2 separate regions of the Sus scrofa genome follow, and region 2 is linked to region 1. The links are chromatin contacts, called in public HiChIP or PLAC-seq maps. All regions are on one chromosome and are shown on one strand. Each heading gives the region's core, a stretch centred on a gene start, on an enhancer-like site or on the middle of the called end of the contact. The rest is flanking DNA. Distances are from core to core; before and after follow the strand shown.

The links. HiChIP or PLAC-seq counts read pairs in DNA pulled down with a chosen protein or histone mark.
Region 2: an H3K27ac HiChIP or PLAC-seq map of alveolar macrophages shows a contact between it and region 1. The contact joins the promoter of DEK here to the promoter of FAM8A1 in region 1. A contact is called at or near these places in 1 of 5 promoter capture datasets (fetal skeletal muscle) and 2 of 2 datasets of contacts at active chromatin or transcription factors (alveolar macrophages and skeletal muscle).

Annotation. Positions count from the first base shown.
Region 1 is chr7:13,373,628-13,381,351 of Sscrofa11.1, forward strand. It overlaps FAM8A1 (protein FAM8A1), which reads left to right and starts at 4,502. Exons shown (of 4, transcript XM_021100215.1): 1 at 4,502-5,352; 2 at 6,429-6,549. The coding sequence starts at 4,635.
Region 2 is chr7:13,930,857-13,938,580 of Sscrofa11.1, forward strand. DEK (protein DEK) reads right to left here and starts at 4,621. Exons shown (of 11, transcript XM_001927909.6): 1 at 4,182-4,621; 2 at 3,650-3,803. The coding sequence starts at 3,794.

The DNA.
Region 1 (7,724 bases), core at 3,252-5,751:
CATGGATACTAGTCAGGCTTGTTACCACTGAGCCACAGTGGAAACTCCTGAGAGAGGATTTCTAATGGGTTCCACTGAGGCCACAGAAGTAAGCCACAGTCATGCCCTCTCCAATAAGGAGGTGGCTGGTGGAGAGGTTGGGGGAGGGTGTTTCTTGGCCACTCTATTTCAGTCCAAAGAGTTGTGGCTGCTCCCTGTATCTACTATTCCTATATGGTAGGAGTTCTTTGTGCCTTTTACTAGCAAAAGGAAAAGAGCATTTTAGTTCTAGCCAGCTCCACTTTATTCCAATTCTATTAATAATTCTTCATAGTAAGTGTTCTCTGTTCAAATTACCGAGCAGTTTCTATCTCTTGGCTGCACTGTGACTGAAACGAACCCACATTTAGTCTTGGTTTTAGATGTAGTATTTAAAGTTTACTAACTGTCTGTTGCTGTCAGTAATTTTGGTTGCCAAAATTCATTGCCTAGTAGATTCCTCAGGAAGAACTCAAATGAATAAGATTCTGAGTTCTTTTACTTCGATAACTGTGTCAACAAATACGTATTTATACTAAGTCAGTTTTGCTGGATACAGAGTCCTTGTTTTTCACTTTCTTCTTTGAGTATTTTAAATGTTTCACCATTTTCTCCTTACATGAAGTGTTAATGTTGAAGTCTTATGGTAATCCAGTTTTCTTTCTCTCAAAATTGTTTGGCTTAAACAACCATTTTTCAAAATGCAAAGTCGAGTGGTTTTACTAGAATAAATCTTGTTCATTCTCATTGTTTTCAGCTACACAATATACTCTTTAAGTAGAGGTTTCAAACATATATATGAATATACATATAAATATATGCGAATATATATTAATAGAATATACATATTCTATTCCAGGAAAAGTTGTCTTGAATTTTACAGTGTTGTATTTGTTCTGTTAGCTAGCTCTGTTTTTTTTTTTTAAATCAGGAACTCTTTATCCATATGTTGGATCTTCTTTACCTATTTTCAGCATTTATCTTTTCTCAAACATTTCTACCTGTTTCTGTCTATCTTTTATTTTGTTTTGCTTTTTTAGGGCTACACCCATGGCATATGGAGGTTCCCAGGCTAGGGGTCGAATCAAAGGTAGAGCTGCCAGCCTACACCACAGCAACATCAGACCTGAGCTGCATCTGCAACCTGCACCACAGCTCACAGCAATGCCAGATCCTTAACCCATTGAGTGAGGCCAGGGATCAAACCCACAACCTCATGGTTCCTAGTCAGATTTTTTTCCACTGTGCCACAATGGGAACTCCTATATTTCTTTATTTAAAATCTCAAATTCTAGCTCTCTTGGTCACCATCTGTGTTTGTTTGTTCCTATGTTCCTTCTAGTTTAGTACTTTCTGAAACCACATTTTCTCTTATTTTTAATTATTTCCCAAGTTCCTTCTGAATTTTTCTTATTCTGATTTTTGTTCCACATCCTATGTAATTTTCTTTTTTTTTTTTTTTGTCTTTTGTCGTTGTTGTTGTTGTTGCTGTTGCTATTCTATGTAATTTTCTTAATACCTTTACAGTTTTGATCTGATGGGGGGACATTGACACTACTCAATTTTGTATTAGTGGTTTGATCCTATCCTCTTCCGTTTTGGGGTTTTTAGAGTTATCTGTTACCTAGTTTTGTTGAAAATGGTGTTCCATGCCTTTTTGGTTTCATTATACACAGTATTTTTTTGATGTGGTGATTCGTGGAGATTGAAAATTCATGTACAGCCATATTTCCAGAATCCATTTATTTTATTTCCTCACCAGCAGCATATGGAAGTTCCTGGGCTCGGGGTCAAACTGGAGCTGCAGCTGCTGGCCTACACCACAGCTGCAGCAATTCTGGATCTGAGCTGCATCTGCAGCCTGTGCCCCAGTTTGTGGCAATGCCAGATCCTTAACCCACTGAGTGAAGCCAGGGATGGAACCCACATCCTCATGGACACTATGTTGGGTTCTTAATCTGCTGAGCCACAACAGGAGCTCTTGTTTGTGTTATTGATGTCAGTGCTTAGCTGAGTGTGATGGAAAGGGACTAGAGTTGATCAGAATGTTGTTTGGTGCATTACATCACATCCTCATTCTTGAGTGCTGGTTTACTTGGTTATAATATTATAGGTTGTCCAGTTTCCTCACTGTACTATTATGTGTTACACTATCTTCAGCATATTTTTACTTTTGACAGTTTGGCTTCCAGTCTAAATGTCATTTCTTTCCAGTTAGGTTTTGCTTTAACTACTGTTATTTAAGATCATTTTTCTCTTGAATTTCATCATGTATATTCATGTATGTGTTATATGTATATATACATTGTTTATCCAAGACTTGATGCACTTCTTCAATCTAAAGAGTTAATATTTCTTCAATTCTAGAAAATAACTGGCCATTATTTCTTTTTTTCTCTTTTGGGATGCCTATGAAATGTACTGTTAACACTTTTTTTTTTTTTTTTTTTTTTTTTTAGGGCTGCACCCGTGGCACATGGAAGTTCCCAGGCTAGGGGTCAAATCAGAGCTACAGCTGCCTGCTTACACCACAACCACAACAATGCCACATCCGAGCTGTATCTGCAACCTACACCATAGCTCACAGCAACACCTCATCCTTAACTGACTGAGCAAGGCCAGGGATTGGACCAGCATCCTCGTGGTTAGTAGTTGGGTTTGTTTCCACTGAGCCACAACAGGAACTCCCTGTCGACACTTCTTATATAGAACCTCTGAATTTGTTGGTTACAAAAGGCAATGACTTTTTTTTTTTTTTTTTTTTTTTTTTTTGCTTAAGCCCATTAGAATTAAGTTTCTCACTGAAACACTCTTACTTTCTCAAAAGCAAGTCAGAGAAAGTTCCAGGAATCGCCTGTTTTTCTCTACTTTATTATCTATAAACTTCTGAACATTTTATGCAAGTCAGTAAATTCATTTACTTTTTCTCCCTTGAGTCAGTTACAATTGGGTTTCTGACAACTGCCACCAAGAATCTTAATATAAAGGTCTACTATGTGAGTGATAGTATACCAGGTGCTACCTCTTCAGTGGTATTCAACACACAGTCTGTGTCTCCAATAACCACAATATTTCACAATCATTCTATGTCATCTTCACTTCTTTATTCCTGCTTCTCCTGCCTTCCCAATCCAAACTTGGAATGCAAGTTTTATTGTTACAACTTCCTCACAGTTGATTTGTAAAACCACATTTGGAAGGATAACCTTTCTATCTATATGGGCTTTCTCATGTTTTGGATTCATATTGCACTGGTATTATCTTAAGTAGGTCTTCAAGTGTTTCATGAAAATGTCCCTTTAAACCAAACCCCTATATTAGCTTCCTAAGGGCTAAGGTTAAGCTTTTTTGTTTACTTCACCCACGGCATAGGGAAGTTCCAGGGCCAGGGACTGAATCCAAGCCACAGCTACGGCATCACGGGATCCTTAACCCACTGTGCCAGGCAGGGGACTGAATCTGCACTTCCCCAGTGATTCAAGCCACTGCATTCGGAATCCTTAACTCCTAAGACTTTTACTTTTATCTCCTAGAGCAAAGTCAATAATGATTCTGGGAATCCCTCTTAACAAATAGACCTACAGTATAGACCCACAGTACTAAGCCCCTGTAGATCTTTTGTATGGAACTGGGGATACAAAGACATATTTCTATCACTTAACCAACTTAAGGACATAGGAAAGTATATTAAAATATAAATACATAAGGTACCATATATAATTCAGAAGAAGAGGAAACCATGCCTGATCTGTGGTAGTGGGAGCAGATTCCAAAGCCCTGAGATATGGATAGGGCCCTGCCTTAACAGAAAATAAAGGAAAAGGCAGGTGCCAGAGGGCGAGACCGTGGGTCTGAGGAAAGGCACGGTTTTGCTGGCGTATCAGGCTTGTGTGTGCAGCACTGGAAAGTAGGATTTTAGGAACAGAAGTTAGCTCCAGAATCAAGACAGAGTCTAGCTCTTAAAGTAGCATAATCTCTTTCTTATTACAATGAAGATCGCTGCAGCTGAGTCGTACTATCCTGATACGTCTGTTTAGTTTGGTTATTAGTTTCTAATTCTCTTAGAGGATTGTCTCGTATCACCTTGCTGAGTACAAATGGGTGAGAACTACCTAATGGAATGAATGCAGACAGAAATACGCAACAAGCCCCGTGTCTAGTGATCAAGACAATCGCGTCTCCGTAATAGAAAGGGGGGCACACACCCTTGGGACTTCTCATAAATCCCCCTTTCTCCATCAGCTGTTTCTCCCGGGACAGCCCCAGTCCTCAGCCGGTGGGAATATCAAGAGAAGCCTCCGGCCTTAATTAAAAACGCAAGAGGTGTACGGGGCGTGGGTGTTGGCGGTGACAGTCTGGACCTACAACTAGTAAGCGCAGGACGCCCAATTCCAGTGTCAGCCTCCGAAGCCAGCTCGGGAACACGAAGGCCCACTTCCCTGCCCCGCCTCCTTGCCCCGCCCCGCGCCGGCGACGCGGAAGGGGGGGTTTCCGCTTCCGGTGGTGGATTGTTGACGCTCGCGGCTGCTGCGGTGGCTACGGGGCCGTTGGGGAGGGGCAAGCGGGGCAGGAGACGGCGCAGTGACAGGACCGCTGAGGGTGCTGCTGAGGCGACGATGGCAGAGGGGCCGGAGGAAGCTCGAGGCCGCCCTCCTGGGCAGGACGACGGCGGAGGGGACCACGAGCCCGTCCCTGCCCTGAGAGGCCTTCCTGCTGCCGCCGCCCCACGCCCCCGAGACGGGCCGCAGGCCGAACCCCAGGCCCCGGGCCGGCCCCCAGCCTCGGGCCTCGCGGCCGCCGCCAAGACCTCGGAGCCGGCGCGCGAGCCCGGGAATCGCGGGGAGGCGGGCTCGGGCTCCGGCTCGGGAATGCAGGCGCCGGCAGGCTGCGAGGCACCCGAGGCCGGGGCGCCGCGGGAGAGGCCGGCGCGGCTGAGCGCCCGCGAGTACTCCCGGCAGGTGCACGAGTGGCTGTGGCAGTCTTATTGCGGCTACCTCACCTGGCACAGCGGCCTGGCCGCCTTCCCCGCCTACTGCAGCCCCCAGCCGCCCGCGCCGAACTACAGCTCGGGCGCCGCCGCCGCTGCCGCCGCCGCCCCTCAGACCGCCGCGCCGCCGCCCCTCCAGCTGGGCTACTACAACCCCTTCTACTTCCTGAGCGCCGCGGCGGCCCGGCCTGAGCCGGGGGCAGCCGCCGGCGTTGCCACTCCCGCCCCGGTCGGTGGCCCGGGAGGCCGCGCCCCTCACGTGCAGCCTTCGGCCCGGGCAGCCCCAGTGGCCAGGGTAGCATCCGCCGCCGCTTCGCGAGCCCCGAGCGAGACTGGGCGGCAGGCAGGTGAGAAGGCTCTTCAGGGAAGGACCTGGGGGTAGAGCCGGCGCGGTTGTTTCTCGTCCGTCAGCTGGGGTTGGCCCAGGCCTTCTGTTCCCCAAGTGTACAGCCAGGTTCTAGTTTGCTTTTTCTTTAGACCTGGCGGTCTCAGTTGACTCCTGGGACTAATCGTTCACACGTGTAAAGACCATTCTCTTACTTTGATCTCCATGCTCTGGAGTGAGGTCCAAAGCTTAGTTCTCGGATGGCAAAGTTCACCATGGAGGGAGGAGGAGTTTTGACTGGTAATGCTGGAAATAACCCAGACATGGCTTTATTATATATATTACCCAGCATATGATAACATAGGTGAAATATATATAATTAATAGCGCTTGTGTGTATTAGGGACAACGGAACTGATGGATAATAAGATTTACACGAATCCAAATGGAGTTACAACCTTTGGGCCTTGGCTTAATCTTGTAGATTGTTTACTTCTGTTTGGGAATTAGAATACTTTTAATTATTTACACTTTTTAGTTTATTATTTAGACTTTTTATTTTAATTCAACCACAGATAATATGGGACAGACCTAGTTGCTGGAATTTGCAAGCTCCCTGGGAATCATTGGGTTTGTTACATAGAAAGCAAGACAAACTAAATGAATAAGGGTGAGATGAGGAGCACAGGGATTTACTTTGTACTAATTGTCTAAACTTAACCTTGATATTTTGCTAACAGATATTTAATTTTGTGTCATAGTCTTGCAACCACCTGGATTCTGCCCATTTGAATCCCTAGTGAAATGTATTGAGTACCTTCAGTAGTGAAATTTATCTGTGAAGTCATTTTGAAACAGTAAGGGGGTAAAAACAATTTTAAACTGCTCAGTTAAGTAGTGAAGTGGTGTTGCTGTATTATTAAAATAATAACATGCCTTATTGGAGTCAATTTCAACAAATGTTGCAAAAGTTATAATTTTTTTTTTTTTAATCAGCAAGTTGTACCTTTATACTCCTCATTCATTTCCTAACTTGGGTTCCAAGGTCTGTGCGCAATGACTAGTTTTCCTAATTTTTTTCTTTTTTTTTAATTTACAGGCAGAGAGTATGTTATTCCATCCTTGGCCCACAGATTTATGGCAGAGATGGTGGATTTCTTTATTCTCTTCTTTATAAAAGCAACCATTGTCTTAACCATTATGCACCTCAGTGGAATAAAGTAAGTTAAGGCCATTTGCAGAAAGGTTTTAATGTCTAGAGATCTTGCTTTAGTTCTTTTCATGCCTGCTTGCGACCATATGGATAATTTGTGTGCCATTAACAATTTCATTATAGGAGCTTTGTCAGGTTTATTTTCTTGTTGGTTTTAAGAAATAACTACAAAAGGGAGAACAAGACGTAATAAATTCTGTAAGGTGTGGGGGAATTTTACCTATCAAGACTAAGTAAAAGGAACCTGCAAACCTGAATTTGAATTTATTCACTGTTTTCTTAAGCCAGTTACTAATTTGTCTCTTACAGTCATGTTCAGAGTGGAGTATCTAAAGACCAAGGCATAAAGAGTTTTTAGTAGATGAACTATTAAATAATCAGCGAGGTAGCACTTGCAAATGGGGTTGCTTATACTGTCAGACAAGTTCCCAGTAAATTGAAAGTGAGCCATTTATCTGAATAATCTTCCTTTCAGATTAGTAATCTTAATAGCAGTTATCACTTCCTAAGCACTTTCTATAGGCTAGACTTCATATGGATTCTTAATTTTATTGGAGTATAGCAGACTCACAATGTTATGTTACTTTCAGGTGTACAGCAAAGTGAATCAGTTATACATTCATTCCTCTTCAGATTTTTTCCCATATAGTTTATTACAGAATATTGAATAGATTTCCCTGTGCTATGCAGTAGGCCCTTGTTAGTTAGTTATTTTATATATAGTAATGTGTATATGTGAATCCCAAACTCCTACTTTATTCCTTCCCCAGTGTTTTCCCTTTGGTAACCATAAGTTTGTTTTCAAAGTCTGTGAGTCTGTTTCTGTTTTGTAAATAAGTTCTCTTGAATCATTTTTAAAATTAGATTCCACATATGAGTTTTATCATATGATACTTGTCTTTCTCTGTCTTAGTGTGATAAACCTCTAGATCAATCTTGGATTACTTAATCTTGCCACCACTGTGTAATAGAGGTTAAAAACCTCCATTTTATAGAAAACTGAAATTCTTCCAGAAGTTAAACTCAGCATTTACCAAGTTACAAAGGTAGTAAGTTTGACTGTCAAGGTCAAACCTTTGTAGTTATTTAAATTTCAGGGCCCTTTCCGGGAACTTGAATATTAATCTGATTCTTCCCTGTCTCCCTCCCTATGGGCTAAACATCCAGTCAGCACCTACCACC
Region 2 (7,724 bases), core at 3,371-5,870, 560 kb after region 1:
TTGCTTCCCACTTTGGTTTTTCTTCATAATTACTAACAAAACTGTTGCAAAGTAGGGGTGAGCATTTGCGAAAACAAACAAAAATCCCCCAGTTACTACAAGCATGAATGTACAGTGGGATTTTCTCCCAAGCAATGGACTTTCAAACCAGTAAGAGATCACCAGAACTAAATGTGTCAACATATTTTGCGTATGTCCAAGAGGAGATGTATTTATTTATAGCCAACAGAGGACTGAAAATTAAACTTAGTGTTTAGTTTGGGGGCAAGTTGGGGGGAATCCAGCCATCTGAAAAATGACCATTAAAAAATGACCACCAAAAATAGGTTCACTAAATTTAAAAACCATAAAACGTTTCTTACATAAAAAGCATTACATTCTGCACACTGTTCTGAATAGATGCCAGGAACATATAGACTATTGTTACTTTTTTTCCCTGACTGCGCCCCCCCCCACCATGTTATAGCAACCACAAAGGCAAGTGTTCACAATAATTACATGAGGGGAATTTGTTTTTTTAAATCACCAACAAGGAACAAAAATTAAAATTCATTCACTCTGCTGCTTCAAAGTTTCAATGTTAGTTTTTGCATGCCCTCCCCCACCCCGGTAAGAACTAAAACATTACATCTGGTGAAGAGCAAAGATAGTTTTTTTTAAAGTAACATTTTATGTACCCAGAACCCCAACAGTTAAAAACAAACAAAAATCATAAAGCAGACAAACTTTTATCCAACTACAATTATTATTATGGAAGTCTGGTCACTTTGTGAAAAATCAAGGCCTTTATTAAGGCTACTCTGACTAGACATTCTATTAATTGGAATTCAGTTTACTGGACCTCAGAAAACAGCAAATTTAAGATATAGAAGGAAAGGCAATAATTTAGTTGGCTGACAAAAGAAAAACAAGGACTGTAAGGAAGAGTGGCTTACTCTGCTGGTGTAAAATTACAAGTTGCCTTAAAAGTTTACATTTAAAGCTATCAGGAGTTCCCGTCGTGGCGCAGTGGTTAACGGATCCGACTAGGAACCATGAGGTTCGGGTTCGGTCCCTGCCCTTGCTCAGTGGGTTAACAATCCGGCGTTGCCATGAGCTGTGGTGTAGGTTGCAGACATGGCTCGGATCCCGAGTTGCTGTGGCTCTGGCGTAGGCCAGTGGCTACAGCTCCTATTCGACCCCTCGCCTGGGAACCTCCATATGCCGCGGGAGCGGCCCAAAGAAATAGCAAAAAGACAAAAAAAAAAACAAAAAAAAAAAAACAAAGCTATCAACTGGAAAGGCATTCCTTTATAATTCAACAAAAGATGTTTATAATAGCCAAAAACTACTGTGAAAAGTTCTGTAATATTTAGTTAAGGTTGCTGTAAAAAAAATAAATAAATAAAAATAAATAAATTAGGCTGGATTTTCTAAAACCAGTTACTTACTTAGATATTGCTAGAAGTTCTTCAATTTATTCAACTGAATGCCTGTTTGATGCAAAGCTCATCAGATACTGAGGGGTAGGTGAGACCAAGAGATGATTAAGAAATTGAATATTTCCTCAAAGACCTCATGTCTACTGGGGCCGATGGGACACAAATACCATACTCCAAAGCAGAAAATGACAAAACACTTTAAGTTACAAATAATGAGAGTTGAGGAAAGAGCAATTTGTTCTGTATTAGGGAGAAAGGATCAAAACATTCGAGCTGGCTCTGAAGGATAGCTAAGATTTGGAGATGTAAAGATCGGCACACACACAAAAAAATTAGTAAAAAGAAAGCGATTCCGGCAGGTGCATCCTGGCAATGGTGTAGAATGCAGAGAAAGCACTATAAAGCGACTCCACAGCTGTCACTCCACTTCCACCCCGAGTGATTTAAGCCATTTGCTTGCCACTGATTACCACCTAAAAGCTAGTAACTTCCTGATCTATCTCCAGTCAGTCGAGTTTCCCCTGATCTTCAGACCAACCAACCAGGCTGCCTACTGGACAGCTCCACTGTCCTACAGGCACCACACTCAATGCATCCCAAACAGAGAGGACCATCATCTCCAAGCTCACTCCTCTTCATGAATTCTTTTTTCAGAAAATGTTAATATTACCCATCCAGCTGCCAAAGAAACCTGGGAGTCACCTTTTACTAGGCATCTCCCGCCTCCCTATTCCTCACCCCTAAACCACTGCCAAGTCAATTCCACCCCTTATTTGGCATAAATTTCACTCTCATTTCTATGACGCCTCAGTAGTAGAGTTAAATTTTCAGGGCTAAACAGGATAAAAAACATTCACAATTTTAGTCGTTCCACAAATATCTCAAATGAGGAAAATAAAACAGGACAACTATAGAACTGCTTTGGGGATAATCTAAATTTTTTTTGTTAAAAAAATTACAATTTGCCCTACCATCAGTCCCCCAAGAATCACTGGACTGGTCGTTTACAATGTTTTTACATGACTTTCATAATTTTTTTCCTGACATGAAGAAATACATCATCTCTCTGGTATCCGAAACTAAAAATTGAAGGAAAAAATGCTGAGAAAGTCTTGGACTAATAGTGAGATACTGCAGCCAACTTCCAATTATGAATAATTTAAAAATAACTCATTTTTTTCTAAGCATTTTCTGTACTTAAATGTAGACACGCTTCCCTCTTACAGTAGCTACCACTTTATACAAACAAAACACATACCATGTACTCTCAACTCACACTGTATTTATTAAATGCTGACCAGGGACTCGTTTAGGCATTAAAAAAAAATGAACTGACCCTAGGTCTGAGACAAAAACCTCAAATCTCTTCCCAAGTCTGGTTGGGTTACGGTGATAAACTAAATAAACCTACATCAGGCTAATGTCAAAGATGCTAAGATCTGTGATACCGAGTTTTAAGTGGTTGGAAGGAAGCATTTTAGGGGCGCTGGCCCAGGCACCGCGGATAAACTGAGGCAGTACCACCCCTCAACGCTGCAAGGTGCTTCTGCTTCATGTCTCCAGTCAAATCGGTTGCTACTGCCCTCCCTCAACACCAAAACCGAAACAGCTCTGGGCTCGTATTTAAACTTTCTTTCACAGTTCACTGCTTTCGTGTTTAACTACTTTCTCAAACAGAACCAGCTTTCACCGGTGTTTCCCGGTGAAAGTTACTCCTCTAAGCCTTTGAAAAAGAACGTCTGCTGAAGTTCAGCAAATATACTAAAACTATTGAAATATTTCCAAGACTAACATGAGTAACTTCAAGTCTTGATACGTGATTTCATGAAGAACTTCACAGTAACTCCAGAAGGCAAAGAATGTGTACTTAAATTAGCAAAAACAAAACGTTACCGTAATAACTTCCAAGGCAAGTAGTTAAAAAAAAAAAAAAAAAAAACCAGATCTGAAACTTACAAACTTCCTGTCAAATGATAAAATGTTATGCACGGGTGTTGCTGGCGAGAAATCAACTGCACTCCAAAGTACGTAGTTAACAACGGCGAGCATTTTTTTAAAAACTGGAATTCACAAAGTTAATTTCTCTGCTACTGTTCCACATAAAAACCTCGCTAATTCCGCAAACGTTCTCACTGCAAACCACCCCGATTTACCGACTTTAAGCGCAAAGAGAGCCCGAAAACTGATTTCGGTAAAGCCCATCACTAAGAACAAGACTTCCTCCCCACCTTTCTCTTCCTCCTCTTCCTCCTCCTCGTCGTCCTCGTCCTCCTCTTCACTTTCCTCTCTCGGGCCGGGCATTTCGGGCTCTTTCTCGGACGCGGGCTGGGCGGGGGTTCCCTCTCCCTCCGCAGCAGGGCCCGAGGAGGACATGCTGTGGACCTGCGGGCGGAGAGGAAGCCACACGTCTCGGTCCCCTCGCCTCCGGCGGGAGGACGCGGCGGCCCGGCCGACCCACCTGCTCCGCCCCTGGGACCGCGGGGAAACCTGACCGCAAAGTTGCCTCCCCGCGCAGCCTGGACGGCGGCGCTGTCCCCCACTTCCCCCCGGGGGTGGCTGCCCTCGAGCCCCGCGGCCCGTCCGGGGCCGTCCCGAGGCGGGAAAGCGCGGGCGCCGAGCCGCCCCTCCCACCGTCCTGCCCGCGCCGCCGGCCGCCCCGCGTCCCCTCCCCCGCCCCAGGCCGCCGTCCAAATGGCCGCGGCGGTGCGGGCGGGCCCCGCGGCGCCCTCTCGGCCTCCCCTCCGCCGCCGCGGCCCTCACCGCGGGTCCCGGCCGCCGCGGGCCTGGCGCCGAGGACTCGAAGAGACGCCGGGAGGCGGCGGCGGGCGCCGAAAAGGAGGCGCGCGGGCCGCTCGCTGGCCTGACGCTCACGCCGCGCTCTCGGCTGCCCAGAATCAACAAGATTTTCAAAATGGCGGTTCGGGAAGGAAAGCGGGAATGCGGCGGCCAATCAGGGCCGCGAGCTGGGAGTTGGCGCGCGCGAGGTGGGGGAGGCGGGGCGGCCGGCGCCTCCGCGGGAAGCCCGGGCGGGCAGGGCCGGGGTGGGGCCGTGAGGGGTCCCCCCGGCGGCGGCGGGCGGAGGGGCGGTGCGCTCCGGAGCCGCTTGGGCGGCGTTGGGCGTCCTGTCCCGGCTCCTCCGGGAAAGCGGACAGGCCGCGTCCCGGGCGGCGGGCGGGAGCCGGCGCAGGAACAGCGAGGCGGCGCCGAACGGAAGAACGCTAGGGGGCCTGCAAGTGTATTGTCTCCGCCGCTTGTTCCGGGAAAAAGAGGAGGAGCGGCCGCGGGTTCGGGAGGGGGCGGGCGCGGAGTAGTGAAGAAGTTTACGTCCCGGGAAATCTCTGCTACAGTATTTCCTAGAGGTTGAGGGGAGTTACTCAGTGAGCGTCGTCATTTAGGTCCCGGAGATCGTGCTGTTGATGACTCCCGAACCTGCTGTATTTCAAAGGACCCCATCTCTTGTAAGGTACATCTTCAGGAAAAAGACGCTATCACGTTGAAAGTTCACGTCACTGGAGAGAAAAAGATTTCCAGACCTGTAAATATAGGGGAAAATTGTGGTGTTGGTTATAATAGAGGACATACGGTAGTACGTAGTCCTGAGTCTTCTATTGGAGTTCTAGGCCAGCTCCGAAGATAGCTCTAAAACTCAACATTTAAAAAAACGAACCGCTTTCCCCGCTCAAATATTCCCTCTTAACTGTATATGATTCCTTTCATTTCCCCCCAACCCTTTCACCACCAGCAGCCCCAGGGATCCTTCTACTCGATGAATAGTGGAAATAGGATCAGTTAAATTTGCCTGTATGAACTCAGGTTCGTAGGGCAAAAATAAGATATTTTCTTTGCTTTCCCCTCTTTTCCTTTCGTGCCCCTACTGAAAACATAAGCAAATCCTGTCATTTTTATCCTCAAATTTTAAGCCATTTCCCACTGTACTGATGCCACCCAAATCCGGTCCACTTTCCTCTTTTGCTTGGATTTTGACATAGTCCCTTACTGGTCAGGTGGCTTCCACATTGCTAACCCATCTCCTACCACTCACATAGTAGCAGCCAGGGTGATTTGTTTGTTTTAAATGATCAGATTGGGCACTCTCTTGCTTAAAACTCTCCAATGGATTCCCATCATACTTGGAATAAAATTCAAAGGATTCATGGTTGTTGCTGGATGAAAATCTGCACAACCTAAAAGGTGCAAGTTACGCTTTGTTCAGGGAATGTTCTGAAGACTCTAGCCTCGGAGACAGTCAGATAACTCTGAGGAATTGCTCTGAGTAAATAAGGTAAGAGGATATATAGGAGCTTTGCTGAACAAAAAAACCCATGTAGTCAAACATCAAAAGCTTACTGCTGATCACACACAACAAACCCCCCAAGACATCGCAAGTTAATGCTTTTAGTGCTTTTCTGTGAAAAGGAAAATGCCGCTGTCTGGGCTAGTTGGAAATTATTCCTGAGATATGGATCTTAACTATTCAGGGCCAGTATGCTGTTTTTCTCTGTCCTGAATTTCCCTGAGGGTAAGGTGGTTAATGGCTGGAGGGTGGACAACATTCATTGTTTACTGGAATGGCAGGCAACATTTTTTTGTGCACATGGTTTAAAGCCCTGAGCCTGGAGGAGCTCATTAGTAGAGTGAGCATCCGCAGAGAGGAAGACAGGATGGAATCCAGGAGCTCTCCAATGCTTAGAGGTTCAGGAGAGGAAGTGAAACCAGCAAAGGGGATGAAAGAGCAACGTACTACCTGAAGTGGGAAGAGAATCTAGTGGAAAAGTTTTATCTCAGAAGCCAAGTGATTAAGAAGTGTCTAAGGGGAGAGAGTGGTCAGAAGCACTAAAAGGTCAGGTGAGGAGTTCCAGTTGTGGCTCAGTGGTTAACGAATCCGACTAGGAACCATGAAGTTGCGAGTTTGATCCCTGGCCTCGCTCAGTGGGTTAAGGATCAAAACATAGGCTGGTAGCGACAGCTCTGATTTGACCCCTAGCCCGGAAACCTCCATATGCCGCAGGTGCAGCCCTAAAATAAATAATTAGTTAATGGCCAGGTGAGATGAGAACTGAGAAGTGACCATTGTATAAAAGACGGATGAGTTACCAGCGACACTGACAAGAACTGTTCCTGTGAAGTGGTGAGCATGAGGGTGCCAGCAGTGAGAGCGAGAGAGAAAGGTAGGCAAGCATGGGTTCAGAGGTGTTTTGCTGTTTTCGGGGAGCAGAGAAATGGAGCAGTAACTCAAAGCAAGTTTGGTTTTTAAGAAGGGAGCTGTTACTGTATTTGTTTTCTGTTTTTGGACTTGCCTGCAGTGGGGAAGTTCCCAGGAGAGGGATCAAATCTGCACTATGGCAGTGACCCCAGCCACAGCAGTGACAACACAACACCAGATCCTTAACCACTAAGCCACCAGGGAACTTCCCCAAATAATACAGTCCTTCTTTTTTTTTTTTTTTAAAAGCCACACTTGTGGCAAATGGAAGTTCCTAGGCTAGGGGGTGAATTGGAGCTGTGGCTGTTGGCCTATGCCACAGCCACGCCAGATTCAAGTGGTATTGCTGGATCCTTAACCCACTTGAGTGGGGCCAGGGATTAAATCAGCATCCTCATGAATACTAATTAGGTTTGTTACTGCTGAACCACAATGGGAATTCCCCCAAATAAATTCTTACTATGAAGATTCAGGGCATTTTTTGGTTTAATATAATGAGATGGTATATTAGGATAAGTTCTTTTTTTTCGTTTTTGTCTTTTTAGGGTCACATCTGCAGCATATGGAGGTTCCCGGGCTAGGGGGTGAATCAGAGCTGTAGCTGCCAGACTACACCACAGCCGCAGCAATGCAGGATCCAAGCCGAGTCTGCAACCTACACCACAGCTAACGTCAACACCGGATCCTTAATCCACCGAGCAAGGCTAGGGATCGAACCTTCGTCCTCATGGATGCTAGTAAGATTCGTTTCCACTGAATCACGATGGGAACTCCTGGATAAGACAAATTCTTTTGGCAAAAGTTGTTTTAATTGTGTTTAACAACAGAATTTTATTTCTCAGAGTGAGAAAAGCCCTGTCACTCAGGTCAGGCAACTCCCTAGGGCTGCCCTTCCTATGGTTTAGTCATTGTTCTTGATTCCTTTGATCTTAGAGATCCACCATCTTGACATGAGTACCTAGTGTTCACAGTGTTAGGGGAATAGAACAGGCCAAGAACCCAGACCTGCTCGTCTAGGATTCTGCTCATTGGCTACTGGCCAGATGGGTCAGACTGCCCAGCTCACTGCAAAGAATCTAGGCAAACATGGGGCCACATAC